Linked DNA regions of Sus scrofa: region 1 is linked to region 2. A link is a contact called in public HiChIP or PLAC-seq data. All regions are on one chromosome and are shown on one strand. The core of a region is the stretch at or near the end of the contact, and the rest is flanking DNA. Distances in the headings are between cores, read along the strand shown. Region 1 overlaps MAN1A1 (mannosidase alpha class 1A member 1). Region 2 overlaps MAN1A1 (mannosidase alpha class 1A member 1).

The links. HiChIP or PLAC-seq counts read pairs in DNA pulled down with a chosen protein or histone mark.
Region 1: an H3K27ac HiChIP or PLAC-seq map of alveolar macrophages shows a contact between it and region 2. The contact joins two enhancer-like sites.

Annotation. Positions count from the first base shown.
Region 1 is chr1:42,846,418-42,849,241 of Sscrofa11.1, forward strand. All of the region lies in intron 5 of MAN1A1 (mannosidase alpha class 1A member 1), which reads left to right. Among named protein-coding and RNA genes, the nearest start is that of MAN1A1, 120 kb to the left of the region's middle. Within about 2 kb of position 1,369, at least 5 of the 83 cell types and tissues checked have an H3K27ac peak or open chromatin away from gene starts, as enhancers often do. A contact at or near this core is called in alveolar macrophages, where this site is marked.
Region 2 is chr1:42,737,799-42,740,621 of Sscrofa11.1, forward strand. All of the region lies in intron 1 of MAN1A1 (mannosidase alpha class 1A member 1), which reads left to right. Among named protein-coding and RNA genes, the nearest start is that of MAN1A1, 9.0 kb to the left of the region's middle. Within about 2 kb of position 1,318, at least 12 of the 83 cell types and tissues checked have an H3K27ac peak or open chromatin away from gene starts, as enhancers often do. A contact at or near this core is called in alveolar macrophages, where this site is marked.

The DNA of each region.
Region 1 (2,824 bases), core at 119-2,618, 110 kb after region 2:
AAAAAAAATCATTGAAAGATGTTTGGGAATTATTAATATATTTTAAAGAAAATCCTAAGTTAATACCACAATATCAATGATATTTCCAAGAATGTGATCATTTTTATTGACCAACGCTTTGCATTCATTGTAAGCACATGAAATACCACTAGGGTTAGAATGAAGTTAATCAGATTCTTTGCCCCTGAACTAAAGGTAAAACTTTCTTCAATTAAGTTATCAAGGAATAAATATGCTGGTGAACAATCAATAAGTAATTACCACAAAGCTTTATTACAAGGGTTTCTCTGAACCATGTCACTTTAACAAGTCTAGTAAGTTTAAGATTCTAACATTGTTTAACTTTCAGTTGAATATGTTAATCTAAGAGCTAGAAAATCAAGTATTTTTTTCTCATGTCCTCTCTCACTCCAATAAGTATTTTTGCATATTTAGGAAATTGTCAGTTTTCTAAGCATTAGTGTAGGAGCAATGAAATACTCTCAGGTGTGCTTTTCTCTAGATAGTGAATTTTTAAATAATTTTAATAAATAAAATAATCTTTGAGTCTTATTTTTAATAAAGTTATATAGTTACTTTTTTATTACTATAAAAGAAACTGTATTAATTGGAAAAAACTGAATAGTGTAAATAAACACTTTATATGGTGTTCAATTCTCATTTTCAAAGAGACAACAATGAAATCATGTGCTTTTTCCCATTATTTTTTTTGCTTTTCATCTTCTTTGAGATATAATTTAAAGTCAAAAATGTGCCCACTTTAAGTGTAAATTTCAACAAATCTTGACAAATGTATGTATTTTGTAACCACCACAATCAAGGTTACAGCATTTCATCACCCACAAAACTTTTCTTGTGACATTTGCAATCACCACTCCCCGCCTCTGCCCCCAACAACCGCTAATAAGTTGCTATCCCTATAGATGACATTTGCTTTTTCTAGAATTTTATGCAAAGGAACTCATAGAGTAAATGCTCTTTTCTGTTTCCTTTCTTTCACACAGCAGAGTGTTTGAGGTTCATTCATTTATTCTGTTCATTCCTTCTTATTGTTAAGTAGTATTTTCTTTTATGAGTATATGGTTTATCCATTCTCCTGTTTATGGAGAGTTGTATTATTCCCAATATTTGGTGATCATTAGATGAAGCTGTTTATGAAAGCTCAAGTCTTTATGTGGACACATTGTGTATTTAGTTCTCTTAGGGTAAATAACCAGGCATGGAATTGTTGAGTCGGACCAGTCAGACAAGTGATCAGTTCTGTTCTGTACAGTTTTGTGGTTTTGTGCTGTCCAAGATAATAATGGCCCCTCCCGAAGCAAGAGTTGGGCAAGTTAATTAACAGCTCTTTTAAAAGACAAAGGTTTCCTTGATAGTGATACAAACCAACCACATGAGCAGCATCCACCCAGGTCACTGTTCTTCACCCTTGTGTGACGTGGGGACAGAGGAACTGCTATACCAATGAAGATCATACTGTCTTCTGTTCCTCTTTTTCTCCTTCCTGTATTATTATATGAATGTGTACTTTATATATTATTTTATATAACCTAGGTGTCTAGATATAATATGTAGTTTCTCTTAGGATTGCAGACTACTTAGACTTATTCTATTCAGGTATAATATAGGAACTTTACAATGCTATGCAGTCAGCTCTTGGTATCTGAGGGGGATATGTTTCAGGAACCCCCTCAGACACAGAAATCTGAGGGTGCTCAGGTCCCTTATATAAAATGGCATAGTGAAGTTCCCTGGTGGCCTAACAGTTAAGATCTGGCATTGCCACTTCTATTGCACGGGTCACTGCTGTGACATGGGTTTGATCCCTAGCCTAGGAACTTCTTCATGCCATAGGCACAGCCAAAAAATTAATAAAAATTAATAACATGGCATAGTATAGTTGGCCTATCTTGTTCACTGAGTATTGGGGTTTTTTTCATGGGGAGGTGGGGGGAGTTTTTTGTTTGGATTTGTTTGCTACTGGCAACAGATAATCTCAGTGTTTTGTTTATCTGAAAATGTCTGTTTCCCTTTTACCTTTGGAGGAAGGCTTCATCAGCTATCAAATTTTTAATATGCAGATCTTTTATCAACACTTCAAATATGTCATTTCTTCAGCTTCTGACCCCCATTGATTCTGATAATAAGTCAGCCATTATCTTGTCATTGTTTCCCTGTATCTAATTTGCTGTTTATTTTCTGGCTGCTTTCAAATTTTTCTCATTATCTTTGATTATCAGAAGTTTGAGTCTAACTTACCCAGCCAAGTATAGGTTTCTTTGCATTTATCCTGCTTGTGTTTACTGAACGTTTTTAGATTAGCAAAATTATGCTTTTCAAAAGAGTTGGGAAGTTTTCAACCATTATTTCTTCAGGTAATTTTTCTGCCTCTTTCTCTTTCTCTCTTTCTGGAATTTCATTTACCCTTCTGTTTGACCTCAGGCTCTGAAACACTGTTCATTGTGTTTAAATGATCCTCTTTCTGTTCTTCAGATGTGATCATTTTTATTACCAGTTTCAAGTTTGCTGTTTCTTATGCCCATTTCTTTGGCAAGTTTTTCTTTACTTCTCCAAAAGTATTTAAATAGTTGGTTTGGAGTCATTGCTAAATCCAGCATTTAGACTCATTTGGAGTCGGTTTCTGTTTAACTGTCCATCTTCCTGAATCACATTTTCTGCTTCTTTGCATACCTAGTAATTTTTGTTTAAAAACTAGACACTGTGGGTGTGTTTAGCAAACTTTAATGTTTTACGTTCTTCTGAGAATTATTTTGTCATTTAGTCAGTAGCTAGCTCTTTTGAATTCAAACCATAAACTCTGTCT
Region 2 (2,823 bases), core at 68-2,567:
TGAGAGCTTTGAATGTAGATTTATTGGAGCATTAGGCTTCTAAGGACCTCAGGGGTTCCGAAGGCCAGTACTCATTTTACAGAGGAGGAATGGGGCCCTGTGAGCTGTGACCTCCTGCGATTCCCCCCAGTGCACTAACTGGAGCTGGAAACCTCTTAGCCCTCAGGCCCGCTCTGCCCATGTTATCTTGACTCTAAGAAGAACAAAGGCTTTGGAGGCCGGCTGGCCTGGTGCTCCCTCCTCCTCAGCCCTGAATAGCAGGCCAGCAAGAAGCCCCACTGAGACCATCCTAGAGGGAGATGGACTGTCTTTGCTTGGGTAGGGTGTAGCCTGAGAAAGCAATCCCAGCCAATTCTGTTGCTCTGAAGATCTAGGCAGCACAGACCCACCCCCACGGAGTCCTGATAAAGACTTCTGTGATCATTAGGTACTTGAAAGAAAAGCAAATGAGATTAAGGCCTAAGAGCATTTAAAAGTCAGCAGCCTTCATTTCTGTCATGAATACTCTGGCAGTTGCTTTAGGTATATTTGAGCCCAGCAGACCTGCAGATAATCCAGAACAGAGATAATGAAATTAAAAAGCCCATGTAGCCTTTGGATTTACTTGACTTTTATGACTAAAATGCCTCCCTCCCTTCCTTTTTTCTGTCAGTCCCTTTGTCTCCCTTGCTCTTAAGCTTATCAAAGGCCTGGCCCCTCATTTGCTCCCCTACTTTCCGGTCACTCCGTTGACACGGTGGCACTCAGGCCACATTAACTTTGATTTGCACTTTTTCATGTGTTTATATGTGGGTCCCCCATTAGAGTGTGCTGTCTTCAGTCCTTAGGGTGCTTAGTATGAGAGGAGGCCTGGGAGAGAGGGGATGAAAACCTGATGAAGGATGCTGAGTTCTGCAGGGGTGGTTTAGTAATAACAGCACACTATACATGAAAACAGCTTTTGCTGCAGTGCTGGTGGGAACACTTGTTTGGCTTGCCCAGGAGTTGATGAGAAAAGCTATGGTGATAGAGATGTGCACGGGCCTGTGAATGGCTGTGGTTGAAACATGAATTCAGGCCATCCAAAGACCACAAGCCATCGCTGGACGCTTTCTATCTGCCAAATCCTTCTTCATAGAAAGTTCTTCTCAAAGTCCTATGAAGAGCACTTGATTCTTTTAAGGGACAAGAAGGTCCAGAGATAGGAGGCCAGGGCTCCTGGCCCCCATGGCCACATGCAGCTTCCCCAAGCTGATGTTTGGGACATGACTGTCTGACTCTTGTTCCTCTTTTGCAAGAGTATGTGCTGCAACTATTGAAAGGTTGTGTTTCTTCACTATATGTCTGTCTGTCAGGGCACAAGGCCAAAGGACGGACCTGTGGCCTGATTAAGGCAGCCCAGGGGGTGTACCTAGTCTCAAAGTCTCATCCGACAGCCTGAAATTTCACTATCGGTGCCTCCGTTTTTTGTTGTTGTTGTTCTTGTTGTTGATACATTGCTTCTTAAAGGCTGCTATTAAAACAATATCACTAAGGTTACCCAGTAGAAATTATACTTTGAGATTTGTCTTAGTGAAGATAAGAACATGTTTGTAAAAGAAGCAGGTATTTCTAGTGTTATTTCATTAAAAAGTAATGCTTGCTTAGGAAAGAATATTTTCAAAGTACACAGGAGTAGAAAAAAGAAAAAAAAAAATCCTTCGCAGTTCTGTCACTCAGTCATAAGCAGTGTCAACATGACTTCCTACCCCAACACATAGTTATTTTTTTCCCACAGCTATAACCACACACTATATATATGTTTGTTCATTTTCTTTTAAAGTATCATTTTATGATAGCATAATATATGAAATAGAAACATTGTCATTTATTTAATCATCCTCTTGAACCTGAACATTTAGATTATTTCCAGCTTTTTTTTTTTTTTTTTTTTGGTTTTCATTTAAAAGTGCTGAGATAGACACCTTTGCCCATTAAGAGTCCAGCTCATTTTTCATTGCTCCCAACCCTCATAAATAGGATTTCCCCTTAAATTTCCTCATAGGGGAAATGAATGGGTCAGAGGATCTAGTACATTTTGAAGGATGACTTTCCAGAAACAATGTATACTTCTACCTATAATATAATGAACCTAGTCTTGACTCTGTAAGTTTCATGGATGATGAAACAATATCTATATTTAATTTACCTTTGAGCAGCATTTTCTCCTGTGTTGGTTGACTAGTTGGATTTCCTCATGGTGAATTGTATAGAATGAGGAAATTTTTAAAGGAGCAGAATTGGGACAAAGGCAAAGCTTGGAGACCTAATAAGTGCAGTGTCAGACCAGATGGAGCTAAGAAGCTGGCTGGAGGGACATGAGCTTCTGAAAGAGGCAGAGTCCTGAAAAGCAATAGACAGGACTTTATTAAAAAACAACAACAAAATGAACTTCCTTGAGTTTGACTCCTAGGATAAAAAGTGCTCCTTGTTAATGGGAGTGCCTACCAAACACCTCAGCTAAGACCCAGCCAGCCAGCTTCCATCGGCTCATCTTCCCTTGCTATCTTTGAGTTTTTGCATCAGATATTTGAGGAAGGCGTTGGCCTCTCAAGGAGTCTGGAAAAAGAGGGAGGGATCTTCTCTTTTAGGATTCATCAGGATGACTTCCTAATATTTTAAGATCGTAGTTGAAGCTCAAAAATAATCCAGCTACAATTTCAGAAATGGTTTTAGTGATGCTAGAAAAGGGCAAGTCTTGTTAAAGAAGAAAAATTAACCGAAAGGAAATTGTTGGTAAGATTTCATAGCAATATACACTTTTATGTTTGAAGGGGCAGACTAATCCTTTGTATCTTAGAGGCC